2 separate regions of the Felis catus genome follow, and region 1 is linked to region 2. Evidence: chromatin contacts called from public Hi-C data. All regions are on one chromosome and are shown on one strand. Each heading gives the region's core, a stretch centred on a gene start, on an enhancer-like site or on the middle of the called end of the contact. The rest is flanking DNA. Distances are from core to core; before and after follow the strand shown. Region 1 overlaps SPCS3 (signal peptidase complex subunit 3). Region 2 has its middle 18 kb from the start of WDR17.

Region 1 (4,321 bases), core at 1,100-3,599, 250 kb before region 2:
CTGTCTCTCAAAGGTGAATAAATGTTATCAGTGAATAAATCAATAAACCACACACTTAGAACAATGAGGTTATAGAAAATTTTATGTACATATTTTGACTACGAAGAAGCGTGGTACAGTTACCAAAGATTTTTGAAAATATTGCTATCTGTACCGATACCCATTATGATAAATTTTATTGGGGCAAAGGAATGTAAGTATGATTTTAAGCAGAAGAAAAAAGAATAATTAAACATTTTACCATTAAGGAAGAACTTGTTCATTAGAAATAAAATAAATGTGACTATCAATCATATTTCTGTTCCATTTGATACATTTAGCTACATGTCTTACAGTAATACACGTTTGTACTTTAAAATTTTAATATTTACACGATGCCAAAAATTACAACCTTTATACTATTTTCACAAGATGAAAAATTTTAGATGTTTAATAATATTAGCAATTCTTTTTTTCACCCCATAAATCTTTGATGTGCAACCAAAAATGTCTGAAGATCTCTTTCCTAGAGAAACACAAACCCACCAGGCTACCTGTGTGAGAATACTCACAACTGTCCATCAATAGAACAGGTGAAGAAATTATGCAGACTACGGATTGCTATGCATTACTATATTACAATTATTACACAATGAAAATTCAGCATAAACTATAGCTTCCCACAAAAACATTAATGAATCTCTCAAATTTACTGAGCCAAAGCAGCAAGACAAAAAAAAAAAAAAAAAAAAAAAAAAAAAAAAAACTCCTATGATAACATTCACTTATGCTCATAGCCAAGCAAAACTAAATTGTCACTTAGGGATGTGTGATAAATTATGTCATTACTCCCAAGAATTCCCTCCCCCTTCCTCTTAAGAGGATTACAAAGTGCTTCTTGAGACTTGCATTACTTCCTGATCGATTTTACATTTCCACCCTTTTGACTTTGGGTCAAAGGCTTTGCCATGTGACATGCCTGAGCTGATGAAATGAGTAGACACAAGGCTTGTCACATTCAATCAGAGGCTCCAGGAGGTACTGAGAAGTTCATGCAACGCGAGCCTGCTTGGCAAACCGAAAGATCAAGGTGGCCAATGGTGGCTGTGTGTGTAGATGTGTTACATGCTGGAGTGCTTTCAGTGAAACGTTTGCTTAGGCTCCTTGTATGGAAGCCATGGAGTCCCAGCAGCTTTGATGGGCTCTCAAGTGTTCAAAGTTACCCGCACTTAATAGTCTGACTCCCAGGAATCTCTTCCAAGTCCTAAAGGCATGGAGAACACGAGATCAAAGTTGGGCGAGAGCTGTGAACAGCATTCACTAAGAGATCTTTTGTGTATTCGAACAGCATTGAGTGATGCAAACAGCAGCAACCAGGGAAGAAGGAAATCAGTAAAAACTGGGTACCCCTTCACCGAAACTTAAAAAATAAAAATCACTCTAAGGAGGGAGTACTAGGGAGAAAGATTACATTTGTCAGGGAATTCTAATGCCCGATAAGTGTTTTAAAACCTAACTCTTAAAACCTAATATGCTCACTTTCAGAAAACTCTGAATGCCTACACAATTTAAACAAAAAAACACAGAAAACGCTAAAACGTTTTGTGACGCTTCTGGGCCAAGCTAATTAAGCAGCAAGATTTCTGCAGTTTCCCCCACCCCAGCCAGCCAGCTGGGAGGGCTGAGGGCCTCCCTCCCTCCCCCCACCCCGGGATGGCTGTCATGAGATGGGACACACCTGGGCCCTTCAATCACACCTTCTGGAAAACTGCCGGACCCCCTCACCTCCTTCCCACTTTGGCTTCCTTAAGGCAGGAAATGAACTACTCAAATTTTGAGGTTTCTCTATGACAGCAGTTAGTGGGACCTGAATTAACGCAGAGTAAGTATTTGAGCTCTCGAATGCCGAGATGAGAGCAGCGAGCAGGTAGCCGTCAGTCTCTCCCAACATCAAAGCGTTGGTAAAACATTACTTAGAGGTGAACGTGATCCCAGAGGATTTCAGGCCCGCCTGGTCTCGGCAGACAGGGTAATACAACAGCGGGGGTCTTAGCAGCAGGGGCTGCAGCAATGGGACAGGCCCCCAACTTCTCAAACAAACGTGGGGGGCTCTTCTAACGGGATGCGGTGCCCTCTACGCCCAAATGCCCTTGTTTTCGGATTCGCATCTCAGAACCCTCCTCCTCCCCGCTCCTCCAACTCCCACCCTTCAGATTCGTACTCCCCTCCTCTCCCAGGCAGGTTACAGCCCTTCCGAGCCTGCAAGGCAGCGGGGCGAGGGGCGCAGAAGTGGTGGCCTTAGAAGAGCAGAGGCTGTGTCTCACGGATCCCCTGCCGATCAGCACGCTTACTTTTCTCCTCCCAGATGCCTCCTGCCAGCTACCCTCAACAGATGCACCAGCGGGATGTGTGGGAAGCACCCACGTTCCAGAAAGGGGATGCCTCGTTGCTACTCTCTCGGGGGAGGGGAAGGCCCAGCTGGGAAGCTACTTTCAGCTCCAGGTCTCTTCAGGTAGAACAGGGCACACCTGCCAAAGCCATGCACTCACTCTTCTCTCTGCAGGAAGAACTCAGGAATCAGGCAACGGTTTACTGAGCCCCGGACTCTTGCTTTAACCTATGACCTGGCGAGTACGACACAGATCTAAGCACTGAAGTTCTGATGCGGGGTTGCCCAGGTTTGAAGAAAACAAAGCCAAAAGCTGGCCTGACCTCTCGTGTCCTCCCAAATAACATACGCTTAGGCTTTAAACACAAGTCCCCACTGAAGTCAGCTGATTCTCTATCCTTGAGGGAGTTGCTTTGGCTGAGTTCCCTGGGAAACGCTGTTTTCTTCGAAACTCCTCTCTCTTCTGAGGTAGATAAAGGATAGATAAAAGGTGGAATTTTCTGGAAATGCCCAGGTTCAGTGCAGCCCCATGAGCCAGACGTGTGAGGGCTGGGGGCCAAACCGGTGCAGGCTCGGCAAACCAGACCTTGACACGGAGGCACCCGCATTCCCCAGCAATTCCTTCAGGAGCTAAGCACGCATCTTGCAGATTTTGAGTCGGGTCTAGGTTGTGGTTTTCTCGTACTAGAGTAAAGCACTTTCCAGATCACTCCTCCTTCACTCACTACCCTTGGCTGGCTCCCGATCAAAAGTGAGGGCTGGGAGAACACTGGTCACAGAAGCAGGAGCAGCAGCATCCTGGCCTCGGGGTCTACAAGGAAACAAGACTCACCCCACGTCACCGGGGGCACTCACCAGGCAGGGAGAGTGTCGGCAACAAAGCGGCCCCGCGGTTTGGCCACAAAGACAAAGGACTGCATTCATCATCCGTATTTATTAGGCGCCTGGTCCGTGCAAGGCACTGTGCTAGGCGCGGGGAAAGATACAAAGACAAATCCGACAGGACTGCCCTCAAAGAGCTTACAGTCTAGGAAAGGAGCATACAGTGTCTGGAGAAGATATTTTAGATGTAAATAACCTCCCCCCACCACCCACCCCACAAAAGGGAAAAAAAAACAAGAACTTAAGTTTACTCAACTTGGCTTCATTTTCTTCTAGTTCAGCAGCTTGACATAAAAAGCATGTATCTGAAAGTCTTTTAAAATGCACACTTCTACTCGTAAACAAAATTCATCTTCATTAGAAAAAAAGGCTGTTTGTTGCAATTACGAAAATCCTCAAACACATCTTCAGTATTTTCATGAATTTTTTTCTTACGAATCTGTTATTTGTAAACAATTTCCTAAATCGCTTCAAAACGTGCAACTTTTGAAAGAGACCTCTTTAAACCCACTGGCAGTCACACAGAACATAGGCAGGCTCTCTACCAAAAGCAAAGTGTCTGAAACAAATAGGTGTTGTTTTACTACCAAAGTTCACAGCTTACGGTTTTTCTCCCTACACTCATCTCACGTCAATTCAAAACATTATAAAATAGCACCTCCAGTAACCTATACCTCAAAGACCCGAAGCTTTCAATCACGAAGCTTTAGATAGAATATTGGGGGGGGAAATGTCTGATACAACCTTAAAGACCCATCTTCGTGCTATTACTAAGCCGGCCAGACCCACCAAAGAACTGTAAAACAATTCCAAAATAGGGAATTTACAATCACCCACTTTCCCATTACACCCTTAGGAATTTCTGAAGTGTCAGTTTTCTGTTATTTTCCTTTAAGCATCAAGAAACCAAATGTAATCAACTGGGGAAATAAAAAAGCACCGACAGAGCTTCTCCAGGCTAACCTGCTACAGAAAAGGACGATGTGAGCCAACTGCAAATTACTTGGCTTCTAACCAGAATTCTTTTAGGTACGTTTCTTGCAATCGTTCTCCTTTCCCAAGATCCTCTCT
Region 2 (4,245 bases), core at 1,530-4,029:
TCTCGGTTCAGGTCGTGATCCCAGGGTCGTGGGATCGAGCCCCACCTCAGGGGCTCCACGCTCAGGGCAGAGACTTCTTGAGATTCTCTCTCCCTCTGCCCCTCCCCCCTAATCACGTTGTCTCTAAAATAAAAAATAAAAAAGCATTCTCACTTAAAAAATAAATAAATACAAGAATAACTCTGGTACAATGTGGTAAGTGCTATAAAATCAGCATGTGGAATTTCAGAAGATGAAGGGGACTTGAGGAGTCCTCACAGAGAAAAGGCTACTCAACAGTGATTAGGAATTTCCCAAACAAACAAAGGTACCAGGGCAGTGCAGACCCAGGCAGGCGGGAAGTGTTACGTGTTCACGTAATAAAATGTTAACGTGGCAAAGTTATGACACTAGAAGCACGTGACATCAGCACAGGCTTCCAGAGGTGCAGACGCACCCGTTTTTTAGAACTAGTATCTGGGGGCTTCTGGGTGACTCAGTCAGTTAAGTGTCCAACTCTTGATCTCAGCTCAGGTCGTGATCTCACGGTTCATGGGTTCGAGCAATGGACTCTGAACTTGGGATTCTCTCTCTCCCTCTGTCTCTGCCCCTCCCCGGCTCCCACTGTCTCTCTCTTAAAATAAATAAATAAACTTAAAAAAAACCCAAAAACCTAGTATCGACGCAAGTAGCCAAACGGAGTTCTCCATTCGCTTGACGCGTTTCTCTGATTTAAATGATATATTTTAAAGACCTCTAAATGATTACTATTGTCTAATTATTTCCCTGTAGTTCTGTTCAGAAACATAAATAGCTATCTTTGTATCACCTGTCTGGTTTTCTATTTATAAACAGAAAGAAAACCCACTGTATCATTTTACATCGTGTAAAAATTACTTCCTTGGCAGTCTTGGTGGATGTGTCTGGAAGTGATACATGCTTTAACCCACTCATTTATAAAGTGGTTTATGAAGCTAAAGAAACCTTGAAACCAGGGGATCAATGATATCAGTGCTTTCCGAGTTTTTCCCTAAAAGAAAACAAAAAAAAAGCAGGGAGCAAAGTGTGAACTTTTAATGAGAGCATTGTGTGACTACAGAATTTTTTGGAAGTTTCAAACTATATTAGAACTTGATGAGAATGTCACATTGGACGCCATAAAATGTATCCATATTTTTAATACAAAACGCTTATTTATTTATTTATTTATTTATTTATTTACATTTTATTTTGAGAGAGAGAAAGTGCGAGCCCAGCAAGGGCAGAGAGAGAGGGAGAGAGAGAATCTTAAGCAGGTTCCACACTCAGCATGGAGCCTAAGGCAGGACTTGAATTCACAACCATGAGATGCTGACCTGAGCCCTCAGCAGAAATCAAGAGTCAGAGGCTTGGGGCGCCTGGGGGGCTCAGTCAGTTGAGTGTCCGACTTCGGCTCAGGTCATGATCTCATGGTCCGTGAGTTCGAGCCCCACATCAGGCTCTGTGCTGACAGCTCGGAGCCTGGAGCCTGCTTTGGATTCTGTGCCTCCCCCTCTCTCTGCCCCAACCCACTCACATTCTGTCTCTGTCTCTCTCAAAAATAAATAGACATTAAAAAAAAAAATACAAAAAAAAGTCAGAGGCTTAACCGACTGAGCCACGCACGTGCCCCCAAATACATTTTTACCCGAAATATTCACTGTTCACTAAAATTGATGGTTCAGGAAGATGATTCTTGCTTTTACCTGGGGCCTTGAATGTAAGCCTAAGGTGTTAATTGTTTCTGAGGGAAAAGTACTTCTGAGATTCATGTTGTGAGTGATAAACGTGGTCTCTTTGACTTCTCCACTGATGCCCGGAGAAGACACACTGAAAGATGCTAAAAGGTTAAAATTCGGAGAAAGCACGGTTGTATTTAGCAAAAAGAATGAGTTTTTAGGCCTAGATCTATGCTTGGATTCTAGGGTGCGACTGTCTCGTCTTTGGTGCGAGACACGTACTCAGCATCTTTGAGCTACAGTATCCTAATCTGAAAGTGTAACAAATAGTAATCAGTTTACAGGGTTATTTTAAGGATGGCCTGAGAAAAGGATGTGAAAGGGCTTAACACACTGCTAGCCTAGATTAGGCAATCAATAAGTAATCGCTGTTGTGATTATCATTTAGATAGTAATACAAGCTCTAAATTACTTTTTTTTTATTTCTCATCAGTGGACAAAATACTTATCTTTATACATAAATCAATGTAATAGAAGAAAAACTAGTTTTATTGCCAATAAAAGCAATTTGGGGGGGAGGATAAAATAAAATCATTACATTTTTCTTCTCAATTACTGCGAGTTTATATTCCTTTTTTTTTTTTTTAAATAGCTTTAATGTTTATTTTTGAGACAGAGAGAGACAGAGTGCAAGTGGTAGAGAGACGGAGACACAGAACCGGAAGTAGGCTCCAGGCTCTGAGCGGTCAGCACAGAACCTGACGCGGGGCTCAAACCCACGAATTGTGAGATCATGACCTGAGCCGAAGTTCAGCGCTTAACCAACTGAGCCACCCAGGTGCTCCTGTGAGTTTATATTCTTAAACTGATGTCACATGCCCCCCCCCTCCTTTTTCAGGGAATTTAAATAAAAATCTTACAACTGGTGTTTCTGAAAGCTAGGTCTGCGTATAGCCAAAGCACCAAGAACCTTGTTAAAAAATGCAGCTTCCTAGACCTTCTGAATCAGAACTCTGTGTGGCCCGGACTTCTAAATTAAAAAAGAAAGGCCTTGCTAAACACAAACATTAGGAGTCACTGCAGTAGACGAGCACCTACTCTCAGTTTTCTCTGGACTTCCCTGGTTCTGACGCTGAAAGTCCCATGTCCTGTGTTCTCATACCTCCCCCTTGGCCCACGCCAACGTGGGTGGTCAGTCACCCTAAAAACAGAATTTATTATCAAGATCTAGCTATGTAACAAAGACAATAGAGTGTTTGCAAAGCATTTAAATTAAGCTTTTGGAAAACAAGAAAGATTTAAGTAACAATTTCACCAAGATGATACTGCCTAAAGAACACCGATTCACTCCTGGTGTTAGGCTGCCCTCTGGTGGAGTGTGCTTTCAACTACAACAAAAGGAGAGCGGATCATTCAAGTGAATTGGATTTTTTTACAGGTTTTGTTGTTGTTTTAAGTTTATTTATTCATTTTGAGAGAGACAGAGAGAGAGAGAGAGAGAGACAGAGAGAGAGAGAGAGAGAGAGAGAGAGAGAGAGAGAGAGAGAGCATGAGTGGAAGAGAATCCCAAGCAGCCTCTGCACTGTTAGCTTGAGCTCAAGCCTCATGCGGGGGCTCCATCCCACGAACCATGAGATCACCGCCCAAGCCAAAGCAAGAGCCAGAAGCTCACCCAACTGAGCCACCCAGGGGCCCCTCTCTTTTAAAGTTTGCTGATTTCCTTTTCTATCAGGAATGGAATATGCTCTACATAAAGTTTCTCCTTTGATATTAAACACACAGAGGAAGCTCTCTGTAATGTACTTAATATCAGGCTGTGAGCCCAAACCATACAGTCCCCTAGTGGGGAAAAAGGTTATTCACTGTGCCCTTGGTATGCAAGTTCTCTTAGTTGCTGGTAGGGAGATTCCGCTTCGTGTGAAATCTCGAACGAAACAGCTCATGTAAAGTCGAGTCTCTCAGTGCTGGTCTGTGCATCCGCCTCAGCCCTCACACACTGGTGTCCCTGATTTCCATGTGTTTTCCTCCTTTGCTTCCTTCCGAACCCTGATGGAGTGTGATCAGAGAATCCTTCCTGAATCCATTTCATAAGTAGCAACTCTTTGCGTGATACTTTCTATGCTCCTTAGCCTGCATTAGTCCTCTCTAGATCAGTCAGCCACACCCAACATCTCTCCTCTCTCTCTCTGTCTCTCTCTCACCACCAATTCCACTAGAAACAGGCGGGGACTTTGCCCATATTGTTTACTGCCGTATCGGCAGCATCTCAGAGAGGACGCCCAGTAGGTCCCGGTAGGTGCACAGTATGTATTTATTGAACGAACGAATGAATGAATGGTCAGTTTTTAATAAGCATAACGCCAGCTCTCTGAGAAACAGCCCTCAGCCAGACACGGTGCATGTTTCCCTGCAAAGAAAAGTTTCAGTTAAAGGAAGTCACGCTGCAGTCGTCGTCCCACTTACCTAATTCCACAAACTGGAAATAGAGTGGTAAGGACGGGGGGTGTCGCTCACAGGCCCAGGCAGGCCCGGCACAGGCTGGCTGTGAAGATGGTGTAGGGCCCCCAGC

Evidence for each region. A called contact is a pair of places that touch in the nucleus more often than the background predicts.
Region 1: a Hi-C map of skin fibroblasts shows a contact between it and region 2, with 5 times the contacts expected there. The contact joins two enhancer-like sites. A contact is called at or near these places in 2 of 3 Hi-C or Micro-C datasets (fibroblasts and skin fibroblasts).

The regions. Positions count from the first base shown.
Region 1 is chrB1:7,934,774-7,939,094 of F.catus_Fca126_mat1.0, reverse strand. SPCS3 (signal peptidase complex subunit 3) reads right to left here. Exons shown (of 5, transcript XM_023252310.2): 5 at 3,284-4,321. Among named protein-coding and RNA genes, the nearest start is that of SPCS3, 13 kb to the right of the region's middle. Within about 2 kb of position 2,349, at least 1 of the 10 cell types and tissues checked has an H3K27ac peak or open chromatin away from gene starts, as enhancers often do.
Region 2 is chrB1:7,684,880-7,689,124 of F.catus_Fca126_mat1.0, reverse strand. No RefSeq gene overlaps it. Among named protein-coding and RNA genes, the nearest start is that of WDR17, 18 kb to the left of the region's middle. Within about 2 kb of position 2,779, at least 1 of the 10 cell types and tissues checked has an H3K27ac peak or open chromatin away from gene starts, as enhancers often do.